Regions from separate parts of the Zea mays genome. Here region 2 is linked to region 1. A link is a contact called in public Hi-C data. All regions are on one chromosome and are shown on one strand. The core of a region is the stretch at or near the end of the contact, and the rest is flanking DNA. Distances in the headings are between cores, read along the strand shown. Region 1 holds the start of LOC100276986. Region 2 overlaps LOC103630794 (TATA-binding protein-associated factor BTAF1).

Region 1 (3,989 bases), core at 423-2,922:
CCCCCGGGGTCGAAACACCGACAATGCCATTCTACTGTGCTAAAATCACTTGTTTTCAAAGTAGATTTTTTTCATAGAGGTAGTAGTTGAGATATTGCCTTGAGATCACGTGAGCCTAGGGGTGGTAATGGATCACAATCTAAATGCTTCTTCACAAAATGATAGGGCCATAAATAAATTTTAGTTCAAAAATAAATAGAAATAGGGTCCGATCCTAATCTGATCTGATCCTTAAATCTTATAGTGTAAAATTTAGAGTCCATTGTCACTCATACGTGAGGGTATCTGCAGGTGTCCTCTAAATTTTCCTCCCTATACATTACTATGTAGCCGCGTCAGTAAGATTCCTTCTCCTATTTTAACTCTTCCCGTAACGGTTTGCCTTAAATTCTCCCTTATATTCTACTATAACTATAAAATAATAGTTTTCATAGTTATTCATCATCTATTATCAATTTTTATACAATAAATAAATATTGGCATGCACTTAAAACGATCCAAGGGGAGCTGGCCACTTCACCCTCGTTTGTGTACACTCCTCTTGCACTGTAGCAACTTTTGGGGCAGCGGTGCAGCCGATAAAGGAACTACAGTGTTAGGGGAAAAGAAGGTGATGGGGTCAGTCTAAAACTAGCTCTAACAAGAAACTCTAAGGCTGTCTCCAGCAACGTCCCCTAAATTTTATCCCCTAAAGGAATATTCTCTGTCCTTTACAGAACCCTCTAAAAAATTTCGTTCTCTATATCTTCGCCAACTCCAGCAACGTCCTCTAAATTCGGTACTCTATATCTAACAGAATTCATATACTCATTTTTAATACTCATTTATTTGATATTAATACAATTTGAACTTATGTGCGTAATGAAAAAAATGAAGTTATTTATTTCTAGAAATTTTATAAAAATGAATTAGGAACTAATTATAATAATTACATTTTGCAACCGACATTACTAATCGTTTTTTTCATAACGCCGTCTACGTACATATCTATATATGTATTGGACATAAACTGATAATACTAATCTAATAATCCCAATTAGCAAAAGTGCTGCTACTATTAGATTTACACGCAAAAAAAAGAATAGAATTAATCAGCCAGCGGAGGTAGCAGAGGTAGCTGCAGACGGATGACCACATTGAAGAGCGGGCCCAGAGCGGAGCAGACGGATAGCGCGCGTAAGGACTTCTCTACGTTTAGCGTTCGCCGTACGTCCTCTATATTTTAGAGTTCCATTTAGAGTTCCTTGTTGGACGGCGTAGAGAACGTTTCGTACTCTAAATTTAGAGTACAGGACCATTTACCGTGTATTGCTGGAGGCAGTCTAAAGGGTCATATACCCTAAATTTAGAGGATAAAATCGTTATGTACTCCCTCCAACAACGTTCTCTAAACGGTTCTCTAAATTTAGAGTGTTGCTGGATCATCTATATATAGAGTTTCTCTAAACGGTTATCTATCAAATTGAATAATTTAAACAACCAGTTTAGAAAAATTAAAATATATACAATAGTATGACAAATACATATATAAAAAAAATAAAAAATATTTCTAATATAGATATTTATGTATAGAGGACATAATTTAGAGTATGTTATTGAAGAGAAATGAGATATAGAAGATATAATATTTTAGAAGAGACTATAAATAACAGATATAGAGTATCAATACAGATTAGTCGCTGGAGATAGAGCCGAGAACAAGGGCAACTGACGCGGTCACCCTCGCCCCCAACACAGAGAGAAGGTCTGCTCTCCACCGGATGGACTCCCACGGCAAGCCCAAGCCCGCCGGTTCGACGCCGCCGACGCCGCCGAAGCCGCCGAAGCCGCCGACGCCGCCGAAGCCGCCGACGCCGCCGACGCCGACGCCGCCGACGCCCGAGGCGAGGAAGGGGTTCATGCGCCGCATCTTCCCTTTCCTCCTAGCCGCCAACCTCTTTGTCGTAGGTCAGCTTGCCTCTACTCCCCCTCCCAGCCTCCCTCCCTCGCTCATCAGTTCGATTCGCTTTGGGGTCACTAGGTTTTCGTTGCACTCGGCGATTTCTCGCTGTCTGGTACGCATAAGATGCCGTGTTAGGACTTAGGAGCATCGCACCCGTTTGGTGTTTGCCCTTGCGAGTTTGACTAGGTTTAAGTGCCGCTGGGTAATTGTCCTCGGAGTCTGCTCTAGCTAAGATCCGCTTAGGAGATCTTGTTTTGGATCAAATTCTAGTGAGATGAGAAAATCAGCAATGTGCTTAGGCGTTATGGATTACGAGCTGCCCTCCTGGTTTCTTTTTGTATTGACCGGTGCTCTACTTGCTGGCAGTCGTAGCTGATTCTACATTTTGAGTTTTCACCCAGCAAGTTCCTGTTAGGGCCTTCGATTTTCGTATGTGGTTGCTACTCCACCTACTTAATTATGCACATGAATCACTTTTCTAGTTACTTGGCTTCAGAATTAATCAGCAGTTAGCGTTAGTTACCGCCTAAAGTGTCGGCTGAGTGTTCTTTCTGCTTATAATATGCTACAGTAGAAAGCAATAAAGAACCTGTAAACATGAGATGCAACCATAATTGAAGGTGAAGTGTTTATTATAGTAACGTATATAATGGGCCGATCATACTCCCCTTTTTTCACCCGAACAACAATCTGATCATAGTGATGTTATCTGCTGTTCCAACTTCCAAATGATGATTTCATTTGATCTGCGAGGGATGGGACAAAAACATGACTCAGGTCTTGGGTTACACTCAGCCAATTATGAATGTGCAAATGTTTTTATTCATGATTACGCCAGCATGTCCCTTTCATCAAAGAGTTAAATATGCACTGGACTAAAGTGCTGGGATGCTTATGTTTCCAGTTCTGAAGGTTGTTCTTTCTCAAATCAAATTTTTAGATGGGCTAGTTTACTGAATTCTTTGTATAACATGTAGCTTATGTCCTCGTGCGGGCCAACCAAAAGGACTCAGCAAAGAAGGACCCAACGACTGATCCTGCTACTGCAACTGCTGGGAAGCCTGCTGAGCCAGTCTCTATCCCCAGAAAGGAGCTCCCACCAATCCCTGAAGATGACCAGCGCAAGCTCTACAAATGGATGCTGGAAGAGAAGCGGAAGATCAAGCCACGCAATGCTGCCGAGAAGAAGAAACTCGATGAGGAGAAGGCCCTTCTAAAAGAGTTCATCCGAGCAGGATCCCTCCCAAGCTTCTAAAAGAGATCAAGCCATTTGGGTCTCTTGTGTCTGATGTTCAGCCAAGAAGATGATTGGGCCTGATTGGATTGTGTACAAACACAGTACTGTGCTATCTTGTAAACTGATGTCTCCATGATGTAGCCTCCTCGAGTTCAAAGGTTGTGTGGATGCAAACTAGTGTTGTGTGCATTGGTTCTAGAGATTCTTCAAGGCTAAAAAAACTAAAGTGTGTCAAATTCTTCTGTTCCATTCCATCCGCAATTTGCTCCGTTGACAATTTTATGTTCTGTGGCTCTCGTGTGATGAGTGAACTCATCGCGTGTGATGAGCTCATCGATTGCCATGTACTGTATTGTTGAGACCCCAACTGGGCCCCAACCCTATTTAGAATGTTCTTAACTGCGTAGTGCAAAACCATGTGGTGTTCTCTTCATTTGTGGGTGTATGTTTTTTTGGTAGCACCAGAAGCAGCCAAACTTCAACTCTTCCTGTGGTCCCAGGAGATCCATGGCTACGGATAGCCAACCACAAGTCCAGCTTCCCCAAGCAACATCCACTAGCCGCAGCTGGTGTTTCTTCTTCTCTATGCTATAGAAGATCAACATTGTAGGGCTTCTGTGCAGTACCAAGCAGGAATTCAGAAAAAGAATGCCTGAAAGCATCCACATCTCAGGCAGTTTCTTGTCCTATCATGCATAACTATGCTTTACTCGAAATATCTGAGGAAAAAATATATCGTATTGTTCTGTTGGAAGCAAGAACTGGTTGTGCTCTTTTTCCTTTTTCCATTTTGCTTTTTACTATGCAGCC
Region 2 (3,989 bases), core at 644-3,143, 120 kb before region 1:
AAACTATACCGTTGGGGCAGTCTTTGTCCTGCTGAGTACATGTTCTCTTTGAATCTACCTGAGTCTGTTCTTGTATGAAATATACTGTACTGAAGCCCGTTGTCCTTTACAGTTCCAAGCTGCATATGGAAAACCCTTGCTAGCTGCCAAAGATTCTAAATGTTCAGCAAAGGATGCTGAAGCTGGTATTCTTGCAATGGAGGCACTGCATAAGCAGGTATTTATTATTTATAATTGTATTACAAATGACCTTTTGTAGATAAATAAATTTGAACATGCTGTACCAGGTCATGCCGTTTCTACTGAGAAGAACAAAGGATGAAGTTTTATCTGATCTTCCAGAGAAGATAATCCAGGATAGATATTGTGATCTCAGTCTATTGCAGCTCAAACTTTATGACAAATTTTCCAGCTCCAATGCAAAAGACGAGATTTCAACTATAGTAAAAGCAAATGAACTGGAGGAATCTGCACCTCAACCAAAGGCAACTCGGCATGTGTTTCAGGTGCTGCAGTTGAATCTCATCCTTGTTATTCATTTAGGCCTTGTTCATTTATTTCAATTCCATGTGGATTGAGTGGGATTGGGGTGCATTTTGACTTGTTATGGATTTAAAACGACTCAATCCCACCCAATTCACATGGTTTAACATCAAAACGAACAAGCCCTTACATTTTTTTTTTGTTTTAATGGGATTGCTTTCTAACTAAATTTGCATTTTTAATGCAGGCATTGCAGTACCTATTAAAACTATGCAGCCATCCCTTGCTTGTAACTGGGGAGAACCCCCCAAATCATCTTGTGGATCTTCTGAATGAAATAGGTCTGGGATCTGGCAGTGAGCTTCATGAGCTTCACCACTCACCTAAGCTTGTTGCTCTTCAAGAAATACTTCAAGAATGTGGTATAGGGTCAGAAATATCTAGTCCTGATGCTTCTACAGCTGTTGGGCAACACAGAGTTTTGATTTTTGCTCAGCATAAGGTATGAAAACCTATCGAAATTTGAGATGGTTATTTTGTCATTCCAAGGCCTTTCGTTCTGTCATCCTTTCAAGTGGGGAAAAAATCTTGTCTCACGGTCCAACTTTCTTTCCTTCAGGCTTTTCTTGACATCATAGAGAAGGACCTGTTTCAATCTCATATGAGAAGGTGAGTTATATGACATTTTATTTCTTGTGCTGGGTCCATGTGTTGATCTTGCTGTATGGTATGGGCTTCTGCTGCATTCCTTTGGTTGTAGTGATTATTCTTTGAGCAAATCATCTAATTAAGAAAACTTGATGTTTTGCAGTGTCACATATTTGCGGCTGGATGGCTCTGTTGATCCAGAGAAGAGATTTGAAATCGTTAAAGCATTCAATTCAGACCCAACCATTGATGTACTTCTGCTAACAACCCATGGTATGTTTAGGAAGCTGTGGAATTGTTCATTGATATGTTGGGAAAGCTTGGTCTGATTCTTTCTTTTTGCAGTCGGTGGGCTTGGCTTGAACTTGACATCTGCCGACACATTGGTGTTCGTGGAACATGATTGGAACCCAATGAAGGACCTTCAGGTAAGTTTTGTGTTTCTTTGTATTTTTCATGAGGATTTTTCGTTTAGTCATCATAGCCTTGTCTGTCTTGTAGGCTATGGACAGAGCACATCGATTGGGTCAAAGGAAAGTGGTGAATGTTCACCGTCTCATCATGCGTGGCACCCTTGAGGAGAAGGTGATGTCTCTCCAGAGGTTCAAGGTGTCAGTCGCCAATGCTGTCATCAATGCTGAGAACTCGAGCTTGAAGACCATGAACACTGACCAGCTGCTTGATCTGTTCACATCAACCCCTGCTTCAAGAAAAGTAAGGCAGTTCGTTTGTTTGTTCTTTGCTTTCGTGGGAAATGTTTTGTTTTTCTGATCCATTCTCTGGCCCGTGTATCAGGCAAGCGACGAGCAGAGTAAGAGGAAATCTGGTGGCAAAGGCTTGAAGTCCATTCTTAATGGTCTGGATGAGCTTTGGGATCAGTCGCAGTATGCCGATGAGTATGATCTGAACCAGTTCCTGGCGAAGCTGAACGGCTGAGCCACCACCGGCTGGCTCGTGTACAGTGTATAAAGCAATTTGGGGCAGGTTAATTTTGTTGTTGCTGTTGTTTGATAGAGGAAGGAAAAGATTAGATGCTAACAGATATAGGTGGTGGTTGGGGTTACGATCTCAATTTTTTTGGTTTCCATCTTCCTCAATTTTTGTTTTGAGGAGTTGTATATACTCTGCTCACCTATAATCAAAGCTGCAGCTCTTATCAGAATTTCCCTTGATTGGTCATGGTGACTGTTCCATGTACTTTGTTCTGCCGCGGCCGTAGCTATATGGACTGCTGCAGCTGCAATTCATAGAAACAAAATACTTCATAGAAACAAAATATTGTAGAAGCCGCATTTGGATTAAAGACGCGGCAAGTCGCAGCGAACCTGGAAAGGTGAATGCTGATATGCTTGCACACTTTCTAGACCTATCGCTTGTTCAAACCATCTCAACCGATGTTGAATAAGTTTTTCTTCAATTAGTGTTCTAGTTGATGTTTCTTACTCGATCCAATCTTGTGTGCCCACATATCCAACGCAATATATGCATCTCTGCGACAGTTGTTGGATACACTGTCTCTTAGTAGACCAACATTCAACCCCATATAACATAGCAGGCCTAATCGTCGTCCTATAGAACTTGCCTTTCAACTTCTGTGACACTCTCTTGTCACATAGTACTCTCGGTGCTTGACGCCATTTCATCCATCCCTCCTTGGATCCTATAGCTAACATCTTCATCAATATCACAATATCTCTGTAGCATTAATCCCAAATAACGGAAGGTGTCCTTTGGTACTACCAGCCTACCAAACTTACAACTCAATCCTCACTAATTGTAGTACCAGTCATATTTCATATACTCGGTTTTGGTCTTGCTAATTCTAAATCCTTTTGACTCTAGGGTTCGATGATATAACTCTAGCTTTCTATTTACTCTTTCCCGGCTTTTATCTACTAGAACTACATCGTCAGCGAAAAACATGAATCCTTACACCGCTCCATGACCTGTCTCATTAAGAAAATTGCTTCCATGGTTGACCTTCCAGGCATGAATCCAAATTGATTCATGGTGGTATGCGTCATTCCTCTCAGGCGATACTCAATAACTCTCTCCCATAGCTTCATAGAGTGGCTCGTGAGCTTAATCCCTCGATAGTTGGTACAACTTTGAATATCTCTAACACCCCGTTTGGATCACTGGAATTGAATTCCATTCTAATAATAGTAATTTAGGCATATATCAATTAAGCTAATTCACTTTTATACAAAATATATTTGCATACTATTATTAGCAAGATGTCCTAGATATTTATGTGCTACATTTTTATTATAGAGGAGTAGAACGAAGAGTGTCATGTAAGTTACAGATTAGAAACAAATTCTAATCATGCATAAAATCATTTCCTATCCTCCACCCTATGAATTTGAGATAACCTTATATCTGAACTTTGGAAAGTGGTGGAATGCCAAATTCCAAACTAAATAAGTTACTTTATTGAGTGAATTCCAATTCCTTTAAAATGAAGGGATCCAAACGCCCCGTAAGACATTTTCACACCATCAATTGTTCTTGAAGATTGGTACTAATGTACTCCACTCATCAGGCATCTTGTTTAATCGAAAAATATGGTTGAACAACTTGGTGAGCCAAACGATAGCAATATCCCTAAGGCATTTTCACACCTCTATTGGGATACCATCCGGTCCCATCGCCTTGCCCCCTTTCATCCTCTTTAAAGCTTCTTTGACCTCTGGCTCTTGGATCCTGCGTACAAAGCATCTATTTAAATCAACAAAGGAGTCATCCAATTGGGTGTCCATAGTCTCATTCTCACCATTGAAAATATTGTCAAAATACCTCTGCCACCTCTGTTTGATGTCTTGTCCTTTCACTAAGAGTTGATCCATCTCATCCTT

The links. Hi-C and Micro-C count contacts between places; a contact is called where the count stands out from the background.
Region 2: a contact with region 1 is called in a Hi-C map of root tip, with 2.7 times the contacts expected there. The contact joins the enhancer-like site here to the promoter of LOC100276986 in region 1. A contact is called at or near these places in 9 of 25 Hi-C or Micro-C datasets (bundle sheath, ear, endosperm and 3 more) and 2 of 3 datasets of contacts at active chromatin or transcription factors (leaf and seedling).

The regions. Positions count from the first base shown.
Region 1 is chr6:178,603,489-178,607,477 of Zm-B73-REFERENCE-NAM-5.0, reverse strand. LOC100276986 reads left to right here and starts at 1,672. Exons shown (of 2, transcript NM_001150665.2): 1 at 1,672-1,947; 2 at 2,920-3,593. The coding sequence starts at 1,761. The coding sequence ends at 3,197.
Region 2 is chr6:178,721,640-178,725,628 of Zm-B73-REFERENCE-NAM-5.0, reverse strand. It overlaps LOC103630794 (TATA-binding protein-associated factor BTAF1), which reads left to right. Exons shown (of 29, transcript XM_008651860.3): 22 at 113-217; 23 at 288-506; 24 at 731-985; 25 at 1,103-1,152; 26 at 1,295-1,404; 27 at 1,477-1,559; 28 at 1,633-1,845; 29 at 1,927-2,301. The coding sequence ends at 2,067. Among protein-coding and RNA genes, the nearest start is that of LOC103630794, 24 kb to the left of the region's middle. Within about 2 kb of position 1,893, at least 2 of the 20 cell types and tissues checked have an H3K27ac peak or open chromatin away from gene starts, as enhancers often do. A contact at or near this core is called in root tip, where this site is marked.